2 separate regions of the Gossypium raimondii genome follow, and region 2 is linked to region 1. Evidence: chromatin contacts called from public Hi-C data. All regions are on one chromosome and are shown on one strand. The core of a region is the stretch at or near the end of the contact, and the rest is flanking DNA. Distances in the headings are between cores, read along the strand shown. Region 1 has its middle 12 kb from the start of LOC105780617. Region 2 holds the start of LOC105780511 (hypothetical protein).

Region 1 (4,871 bases), core at 598-3,097:
TTCTCCTACTGTCCAGTTAAGTATGATAAATTTAAATTTGGATGAATTAAACTCCATGGTTCAAACACGAAATCCTAGATTTTTAAACACATTTGGATCTGATTCTCATGAAAATTTTATAGCTTGATCCCTAGATAATTCATGGAGGATCAGTCCCCAAGAAATTAAATTGTTGAAACTTATCCCATATTTATGATTTATTTAGCTGCATGAAAGTGAAATGATGATAATTTGTCTCTCTTTGAGAAAGTGTGAGGATCATTTAACAAATTTGTGTGTTTGAAAGCAACACCAAAGAAAAAGAGTGAAGAATATCAATAGAATGGGAAGTACGATTTTAAATTAAATAATCGTTTGATAATAATGTAAAAGCCACATACTTGAGACTAAAAATATAACCATTTGTTAGCTATAATAATAAATATACAACTTGTGATTTTTAAAAAATAAGAGAAAGTTTAGAAATTTTGAAACTAAAAATAGGAATTTTATTTACGATTTAGATAATAAAAGTATACTAATTAGGTGACTAATCCAATTGTTCAAAACTAGTATTTATGAATCTTCTGAATTAACTCAATCGAATCATAGATTGTATTTACTAAATCAAACTTGTTCACAAAAGGTAGGATTGAATTATAGTTAATTTTATAGATTATTCAATTAACTACATTCCAAAATCGAGTTGACCTATTTAACTTAAACTATTTATTTGAATCGAATCAAAATTAAAATAACTTGAATTATTTAATTTAAAATTTAAAATTTAATCAATTTATTAGAATGAAGTTAGATTTTATCCACCCTAATTATTATGGTATATATACATTTGTAATTTTCAAAAATAAATATTATTTATATTTTATAATAAAATAACATTTTATTTTTCTTGGTTGATCAAGATATCTCTTTCTTGTTCATTTTACAGTTCATGAAGATTAATTATCTTAGGATTTGTGGTTGTTCATCTCAACCAAAGGCAATACTAAGGGGACTAGCAGGGGATTTGGCCTCTCTAAAAATTAAAATTTTTAGTTTAATTCCTCTATAAATAATAAAAATATAAATTAATTTATTATAAAATTGCACTTTGACCTCAAAAATTTTAAAATTTAGTTAAGATCAAAACTTAAATTCCATCTATAAGAATACAATACTCTTTATAATTACATTCGACACTTATTAGCTGGTTCATCTTGTTATCTTAAGAGTGCTATCTCAATACTTTCTTTGAACTGGTTGAGGATGAATATGTAACTTATTATTCAAAATTCATGAGAACCAAACATATATGTATATAAAGTTTTAAACTTATATCACTTAATAAATGAAATCAAGAAATGTTGGGATCAAAATGGGAACATTGATTAAGTTAGAAAAGATTATTCTTAAGAGTATACATCTAATGAAGTTTGAATTCCAGAGCTTGCAATCACTTCTTCATATTTTGACTACTTTTGTTAAAAACTGAATTCAACTTGAGGTTTAATCAAACTAGTTTTTAAGATGAGACATCATAAGAGTTAAAAATTCAATCAATAATAGAAGAAGAAGAAGAAGAAGAAGAAGAAGAAGAAGAAGAAGAAGAAGAAGAAGAAGAAGAAGAAGAAGAAGAAGAAGAAGAAGAAGAAGAAAGTGAAGAAGAAGAAGAAAGTGAAAATGGTAAGCAAAATATGGGGTCCCGGGCTTGGGGGAAGAATTTATTTTGGACATTAGAGCGTACAAATTGTCCTTTGAATGTGAAATATGTAATTCAAATGTCTCCTCCATGGACTACACAAGCTTAATGAAGGACGCATAACTGCCAAAGCAAAATAATGTACGTACGTACGTACGTATGTATGTATGTATGTATTTCCAAGTCACAGGTGAAAGATTGGATGCCCCTTGCCTGCCCAGGGACCCCAACATCTTGCTTTTTTCTTCTTAATTATCTAATAATGAATTACTTAGTTTAGGTTCAAAGCTTTATTAAGGAGTAAATCGAAACAAGTCTCATTTATTTTTCCACACTGAAAGCCACGTGAAATTTGCAGATTCCTTCCATTAATGACACTAAGAATTTGAGTAAACACAACTTATTTGATTACTCCCTTTCCAAAACACAAGAATAACATTGTCATAAAAAGGATGAGCCAAGCCCTAGATGGTGTAACATAAATTGACGAAATCATTGGTGAATGGCTTCCCAACGTTTAGGGTTCAAAACTTTTCAATATATTGGACAAGATTCAAGTTAAATTAACCATAAATTAATTTATAAATTAATTCATCTGTGATATTTATAGTAAACCCTAAGTAAGAAAATTTTTTATATATGCATAACTTACATATTTTGATATATTGTAAAATTATACATCTTAAAGTAGTAACTAGAAAAAATATATGCGTAGTAATAATAAAAAGTTGGTATATTAAATACATAACTTATATATAACATGACTTTACTTACAAAAATCAAATCACAACTTGATATAGTGTAAATTGTATTCCATTGTACTGTTTGTGAAAATAGAATATGACCTGGAGTCATTTCTCTAGGACAAAGCTTGTATTAATCGTGAAAACAAAAGTTGAAAAGATCCATAAGGGATCTTGCAAGATTTTGTGATTTTCTATAGGAAGTTTCAACTATTTCATCTTTTTCACTATTCTCAAATTCGCATATAATGGGCATGAACCAAATGAAAACCCTAATACTAACCAGAAAATCCATAATAATAAAAAAACATTTTTGAGCAACAAATGTGGGCTAAAAACAATTAACCATTTCTTATTAGATTTTCTTAATGATTTATCTATGGAGTTGTGTGGTAATGTATATTTACACACATGTTGCGATTACAACACAGAAGAAAAAAAGAAGAAACAAAGACTCCTTTAATAAATTATTAAGTTAAGAAGTTAGAAAATGAGGGAAATAGCCTTACAGAGGTGAACTGAGACTAGTGTAGAGGCAATAGAATAAGACTAGTAGTGATAATTTTTAGAAGTTTTTAATTTAATTAATATTAAATCTGTATAGATGGTAATTTCGTAAATATCTCAAGGTGAGGTGGGCGGTTCCATTCTAAACTCGACCCGACTTAACTAGTTTTTTAAAAATTAACCTGCCCTGACCCCTAACTTCAATAAAAAAACCCGACCCTATTAGGTCAGATTGGCTCAAAATCTATCGAATTTGGGTTCTTTTTCTCATCCTTACAACTAACCCATGTGAGATATTAAAATAAGGAGAAAAAAAAGTACTCTTTTTCGAGCCACTTGCAAAAGAACTCTAAAAAGTTGGGATAAAACACAAAATTTAAGATCCAAAAGAAAATAAAAGCATTAAAAACATTGTCTATTCGGGTAGTAATGCTACCAATTATTCCAAATAGGTTCCAAATCAATTGGTTTGGTCAAGTGTGAAGCCTAAATTATAGTAAAAAAAATTGTTGCAAGTGACTTGAAAGATGGTACTCTTTTTCTTAATTTAATATCTTACATGGGTTAGTTGATAGGTTATAAACGACTAAAAATATATTTTTAAAATATCTTTTTAGGTTTTAATGTTAAGACTAAATTGATAGATTTTGTAAATGTTGAGGTCAAATTTATTAATTTTGTTTAGAATTAGAACTTAAAGAGCAAATTTTATAAACATTGAAGGCTAAATTTGTTGAATTTTTTTATATTTAGAATCAAATTGATAAACTGTAAACATTAGAGGGCTAATTTTGTTACTAGACCAATAAAAAGCCACATTAACTCGAGTGACTAAAATATTTAATTTTTAAAAGTTTAGTGACTAAATAAAAAAATTAATAGTTGGGTGATCAAAATAAAACGAAAGACATAAAAATTAATAGTTGAGTGACCATTTTATAGTCTATAAAAGATAATTTTCAGTATTTTTCAGTCAATATTTAAGAGAAAATTTTAATGGAGAGACTAATTTGCATGTTTCAAAATGTATGAAGATTAATTTATGTATACTTTCAATAGAAAAGTTGAAATACAATTCACCCTAAATACAGGAACTTCTATAGTACTTTTATCTCAATAGATCATGTAATGTGCTTTTGGACTTTTAATTCATAAAATTAAAATTAATTATTTAATTAAATAATTTACATGTGTCCAAAATTATAAAAACTTTATGGTTTTAAAATACATATAAGTTAATTAATTTGTAATTGTTCCATCCCAAAATATTAGGCAACATAATCCCTTAATTAATTTTACTTTGGATTGTTTATTTGAAGCTCTTTTGTTGCCACCAGAACTAGTGCTGAAGTCAGTTCAACCAATAATTTTCTTTTTAGTAAAACATTATTCCATGTTAAGGTAATTTGTCTTATTGAGGTGAGAGTTGATATGCTACTACCCGATAAATACATCATAAATATTGATGGATTTCGGTTTTATTTTTTAAGGATGGGTTTGGATTTTGAATTAAATAATATTTAGATATGGTTGATTTTATATCTACAAATATATATTAAAATATATAATTTGGATTGGGTTGAATCAGGTTCGAATTTAAAAAATTTTACTCGAGGTCCGATCTAAATAGAAAATGGGCTTATACATTTATCCAACCTCATTTTTCGGGCTTTATCTACTTGTCCAAATCCTCTCATATTTCAAGCGGACTTTCAGGTTTGAACAGGTAATTTGGCCAGCTCTAGTTTAGCTTATATGTTAAAAAAACCCTTAAGAAAATACAAAAAACCAATTAAGCCCCTGCTTTAAATTTGCATTCAAGTAAGCCCTTATCATTAACTAAAATAATCAATTAAACCCCACCGTTAACAGTTTTCATCATTGACCACATTGACCGTTAAAATAAATTGACAGACCAATCAAATTGTGACATGTGTCAACTT
Region 2 (4,871 bases), core at 1,506-4,005, 550 kb before region 1:
GTTCAGGGGTAATTTTTTTCTGTTGTTTGATCATTTATGTGAAATATGTTATTTTAGTGTATGTGTATACAAATAAATTACCAGTTGGTTTATCGAATAAAGAAAGGTTTGTAGATCTTGGAATCAACCAAGTTAAATTCAAGAATGATCCTTTAATTTATTGTTGTCGGAAAATGTTTTCTTTTTAATTTTTATATTTTACTTGAACATTTTAGATGAATTGGTTTCTTCAAGCGAGCTCGAACTAAATTTGAATTTTATGTTTTCGAACTCCATTAGCGCTTAATTCGAGAAAAGATCAAACTCATTAGACTAACTAATTTATCTAATAAAAGATTGTCGCAGGGGTTCCAAGTTGACCTGAAGGGGACAAGGAATGGTCAAATCTTCAAATGGTACCCTGTTATTAGAAAACTTGAAAACGGATGGGGCGGTGTGTTCTTGTTCGGGCCTTAGTGACTGCTAGTGGCTTGCTGTGCAGTGCAGATGGAAATTGGGTGCATGGGTTCATGCTAAAGACCGGACGTACGGACAGCCTTCCACCGGAGCTGTGGGGGTGTTCAAGATGATTTGCGGTTAGCCAAGGAGTTCAGGGTAGCTCGTTAGATTGTTGAGTTAGACGAGTTATGGGTAGTTTAGCTGCTGTCTCGATCTTATGAGCATCAGCATCTATTAAATATGTATATTGGTGATTGCTTGGACTTGATACGAGAGGGATGGGTGATGGAGGTTCGGCATATTTTCCGGGAAGGAAACCATTATGCTGATCATCTCGCTAACCTGGCGCATGAAGGCACGAATGGGCTCGTCCGTTTGCCTAATCCGCCTGACGGTCTTCTCCCTTCACTGCATGCTGACGCCCTTAGGCATGGGAAGCTTAGATTTTAGTATTGCTGTATTTCTGCTTCTTTTGTAAAGAAGAGAGAGAGAGATTAAACTACCTGGTGGTCACCCAACTTTTGGGTAGGTTTTAATTTGATCACTTAACTTTAAAAACTTTCAATTTCATCACCAATATTTTTTAAATTTAAAATTTTAGTCATCGGCACTTAAATACTTAATGGAAAGTTTAGTGAATTTTTTTATTGGCCTAATAACAAATTAAAATTTTCAATATTTGTACATTTTATCAATTAAACCTTAAATTTAAAATTTTAACAAATTTAACCCTCAACGCTTACAAAATTTATCATTTAGTTCTAATTTTAAAAAATTTATTACATTTACAAAAAAAATTCGATTTAATTCTAAAAGACTCTTACAAGAAATCAGTGATAATTTGTTCCAATTTGGCTTCTTCAGTGTGAGGTGATGGCATATATTTATAAACAAGCCAAAAGTGGAACGATCAAGCCCTTCAAGGGAAATTGAAACACTTGTGCAGATAGTTTCACAGGCATAAGGAAATCGGAGAAAAAAAACCCAATAAGAAATAAGTCAAAAAGAACTAAATTAACCAACGAAACTATCAATTGAAGTAGCGAAAAACAATATCTAAAAGAAGCAACTATCTAAATTACAGGGGAAACCCATTAAAAGACACACACACACACACACACAGAGTTCAGACTTCAGACTCTTGCTTCTCCATAATTAACTAGGCCTGGTTGGGTAAGGAACACGTTTGGGCGCATAGGTCTTTTCCATCTTTTTTTTCTTATTTTTACCTTTGGGGTTTTCTTCTCTTCATTCTTGTGCAAAAATTGAATAACTTTCAAAGCAAAGCACAAAATTGCAGAGATAGAAAAGAAAAATAAAACAATTAAAAAGAAAGGAGAGAAGCTGAGAGGGAAGCAATTCACCGATTTGCTAGTAGAGAGAATACAGGATCATTGTTGTGAAAATTACTGAAGTTTGTGAAATTTTGTAAATATTGAGGGCTAAATGGCTAGATTTAGGATCAATTTGATAAAATGTATAAATATTGGAGAGTTAAATTTATTATTAGACCAATAAAAAACCACCCATATCAGCTTTCTATTAAGTATTTAAGAGGGTGACTAAAATTTTAAAATTTAAAAACATTGATGATAAAATTGAAAGTTTTTTAAATTGGGTGATCAAAATGGAACATACCTAAAAGTTGGATCATCACCTTGCTAATTTATCCAAAGAGAAATTACATAAAAGAATTGAGGTTTCATTGATTTTCTTTTTAAAAATGTCTGGTTTTCTTATTAAGATTCTCTGTTTCGATTAACATAAATTCAACCTTTTATGCAACCCTTCATTTTTATATTTAGATTTTGACACATAGATAATAACATGAATAATAAATAAATTTAAATATTAAAAAATTGTAAATATAAAATTAAGGTTGGTTGAAATTGGATCAAATTTTTCGAAATTAGTGAAGTTTGAAATTTTTAATAATTTGTTTGATTAAAATCGTAATGGACACGTGCTTTTTTACCCATAAAAATTATATTTCGACTTTTCTCTAAAGAATATCTAACAATAGTTTCCATGGAATGAATAATCAATCCAGATGCTAAAAACAACAATGCTTTCAAATAAACATAAGTGATCAAATGAAATAAAACGGCTCGTTAAGACCCCATACCTAGAGTTAACATCATATAATCCAGTTGGGACATTGTAGAATAGGCTAAACCCGAGTGGATAAAGTTAGATTTAGAGAAATTATGGGTAACTGCCCAATCCCAGACCAAATTAGGCCCAACAGGGGAAGCTTTTGAATATAGCCCATCAGTACCTCAACATCAATGCTGCCTTTAAAATAACCTAAAACCCTCTTCACGTACTACAATCTAGCTGTTCCCAAAACCCTAGCAACCTTTCTGCCCCATGGCTTTCACTTCCATTCTCCGGAAAACAGCTAACTCCTTAGCACCACTCGCTATTCGACTCACCCGAGTCCAGAGAAATTACCACTCTTGCATCTTCACGGCCTTGAACCATGGATTCCAGCCTCAGCAACCTACTGTGAACCGTTTTTACCCAAACACCCTACATTTCTCAACGGCTGTTGATTCTCAAAAATCCGCTTCTGATGAGTCTCTTCTCCGAGTTATTGAGTCTGAGATTCAGTGTGCCGAGGAGAGTGATGAATATGATCAGGTGAGTAATTAATTAGTTTTTCTTTTCCCCATTTTCTTTATCATTTAGGGTTTGTACGAAAGTAAGTGGAAAAATAGAAGTTGGATTTTGGGTGTTTTACAATCAAAATCGTGTCAACTGAAGACTTGTAGGGATTGAATTCAAGAGCTGTCTTGGAACATGGTAACACTCATTGTAGCACTTATATCCGACCTGAGAAACATAATTAGAAGCTGCTTTTAGTCGTTTACAATATGGTTATTGAGACAATTTGTGGGGAAAAAGAACAGAACAATTGCTTAATAGCTAGTATTGATGTTAAGTTTTCAAGCTGAAAACAATGCTTTATTTTAAATTGTCTTTTAATCATTTAAAAAAAAATTGTTTCTTCACAGGCTGAAGGAACTCCAAGTGAATTCCCTTTCAAAATCGAAGACACTCCTGGGCTTCAAACCATAACATTAACACGAGAGTATGATGGTGAACTCGTCAAAGTTAATGTTCACATGCCTGATCTTGTCACTGGTGAAGGCGAAGCGGATGATGACAATGATGATGACACTGAAAAGCCTAGTAAATCAAATGTCCCATTGGTTGTTAATGTCTCAAAAAAAGATGGTCCGAGTTTAGAGTTCAACTGTACCGCTTACCCTGATGAGATTACCATAGATAGTTTGTCCGTTCGAAATCCCAACTCCGAGGATGAACTCGCCTATGAAGGCCCAGATTTCTAGTAAGCCTATTCGATACATTGTGAAATTGGAATATTGATTTGCATGGAATGCGATTACTAATGTTCTTGTTTTGCAGTGATTTGGATGAGAACCTGCAGAAGGCTTTTCACAAGTATTTGGAGATCCGAGGAATCAAACCGAGCACCACAAATTACTTGCACGAGTACATGATTAATAAGGATGGCCGGGAGTATATTCTGTGGTTGAAGAACCTCAAGAAGTTCATTGAAGAATGAATAGTTTTACCTATTTTTGAAGAGATTAGGTCGTCTTTTTGGGTTAGAATTCGGTCCATTTCCGGTACACATTCTTCATTATCATTCACATGGTGAAGAATCCATCCATTAAATTATATTTGTGAGTGAATAGTGAAAATATGTATTGGAGGGTTGGGAGGGAAGATCTAAAAAATAAACTATAGACTTGTTTTTATTTGATTTTTAGCCATCTCAAAGTCATTGGTATCATTTATGTGATTTAAACATATTCACCCCATCAGGAAAAAGATTTTATCAACAAAAGTAGAGTTCAGAGAAGTATGTTTTCTTTTGTTCAAAGTAGAGATTATATCAGAACCTCTCTTTTTTTCCTTTTCTTTTTCTTTTCAGTTTCACAACTTTCTTAGTAACCAAAAACTCCTCCATTAAAATCATCATAAAACCCATTAAAAATCTAATTTTTAAAAAAATAAGCTTTGAAACCAAATTAACCCATTTCAATCTTACTCATCAAAATTGAACCAATGCTTGAAGAGGGAAGGAACAGAAAAAACTGAACCTTGACGACGAGACGCTTGAGGTCTGGTCCTTTCCAAAAGCTTTACGATATTACACACCCTCTAACTTAGGGCTGGTAGCTCAAACAAAAAGTTGTAACATTTTTGTTAGAAATTTGAGTATTAATTTAAAGTCTAAAAATGTTGGATAAATTTTTAAAATTTTGATGTGTTTTCGAACGACTCGTTTCTTCACTTTCTGTATTACCAGCATTAAGATATTTGGTAGGACATGAAGCTTAATTCTTTGTAATAATAAAAAAAGAGAGCTAATATTTAGCAACCGAATTTAAAACTTTTCA

The links. A called contact is a pair of places that touch in the nucleus more often than the background predicts.
Region 2: a Hi-C map of leaf shows a contact between it and region 1, with 2.4 times the contacts expected there. The contact joins the promoter of LOC105780511 here to the enhancer-like site in region 1. A contact is called at or near these places in 2 of 2 Hi-C or Micro-C datasets (both in leaf).

The regions. Positions count from the first base shown.
Region 1 is chr4:39,223,772-39,228,642 of ASM2569854v1, reverse strand. No RefSeq gene overlaps it. Among protein-coding and RNA genes, the nearest start is that of LOC105780617, 12 kb to the right of the region's middle. Within about 2 kb of position 1,847, the one cell type or tissue checked has open chromatin away from gene starts, as enhancers often do. A contact at or near this core is called in leaf, where this site is marked.
Region 2 is chr4:39,776,909-39,781,779 of ASM2569854v1, reverse strand. It overlaps LOC105780511 (hypothetical protein), which reads left to right and starts at 2,755. Exons shown (of 3, transcript XM_012604893.2): 1 at 2,755-3,081; 2 at 3,456-3,793; 3 at 3,871-4,330. The coding sequence starts at 2,809. The coding sequence ends at 4,030. It also overlaps the pseudogene LOC105780675.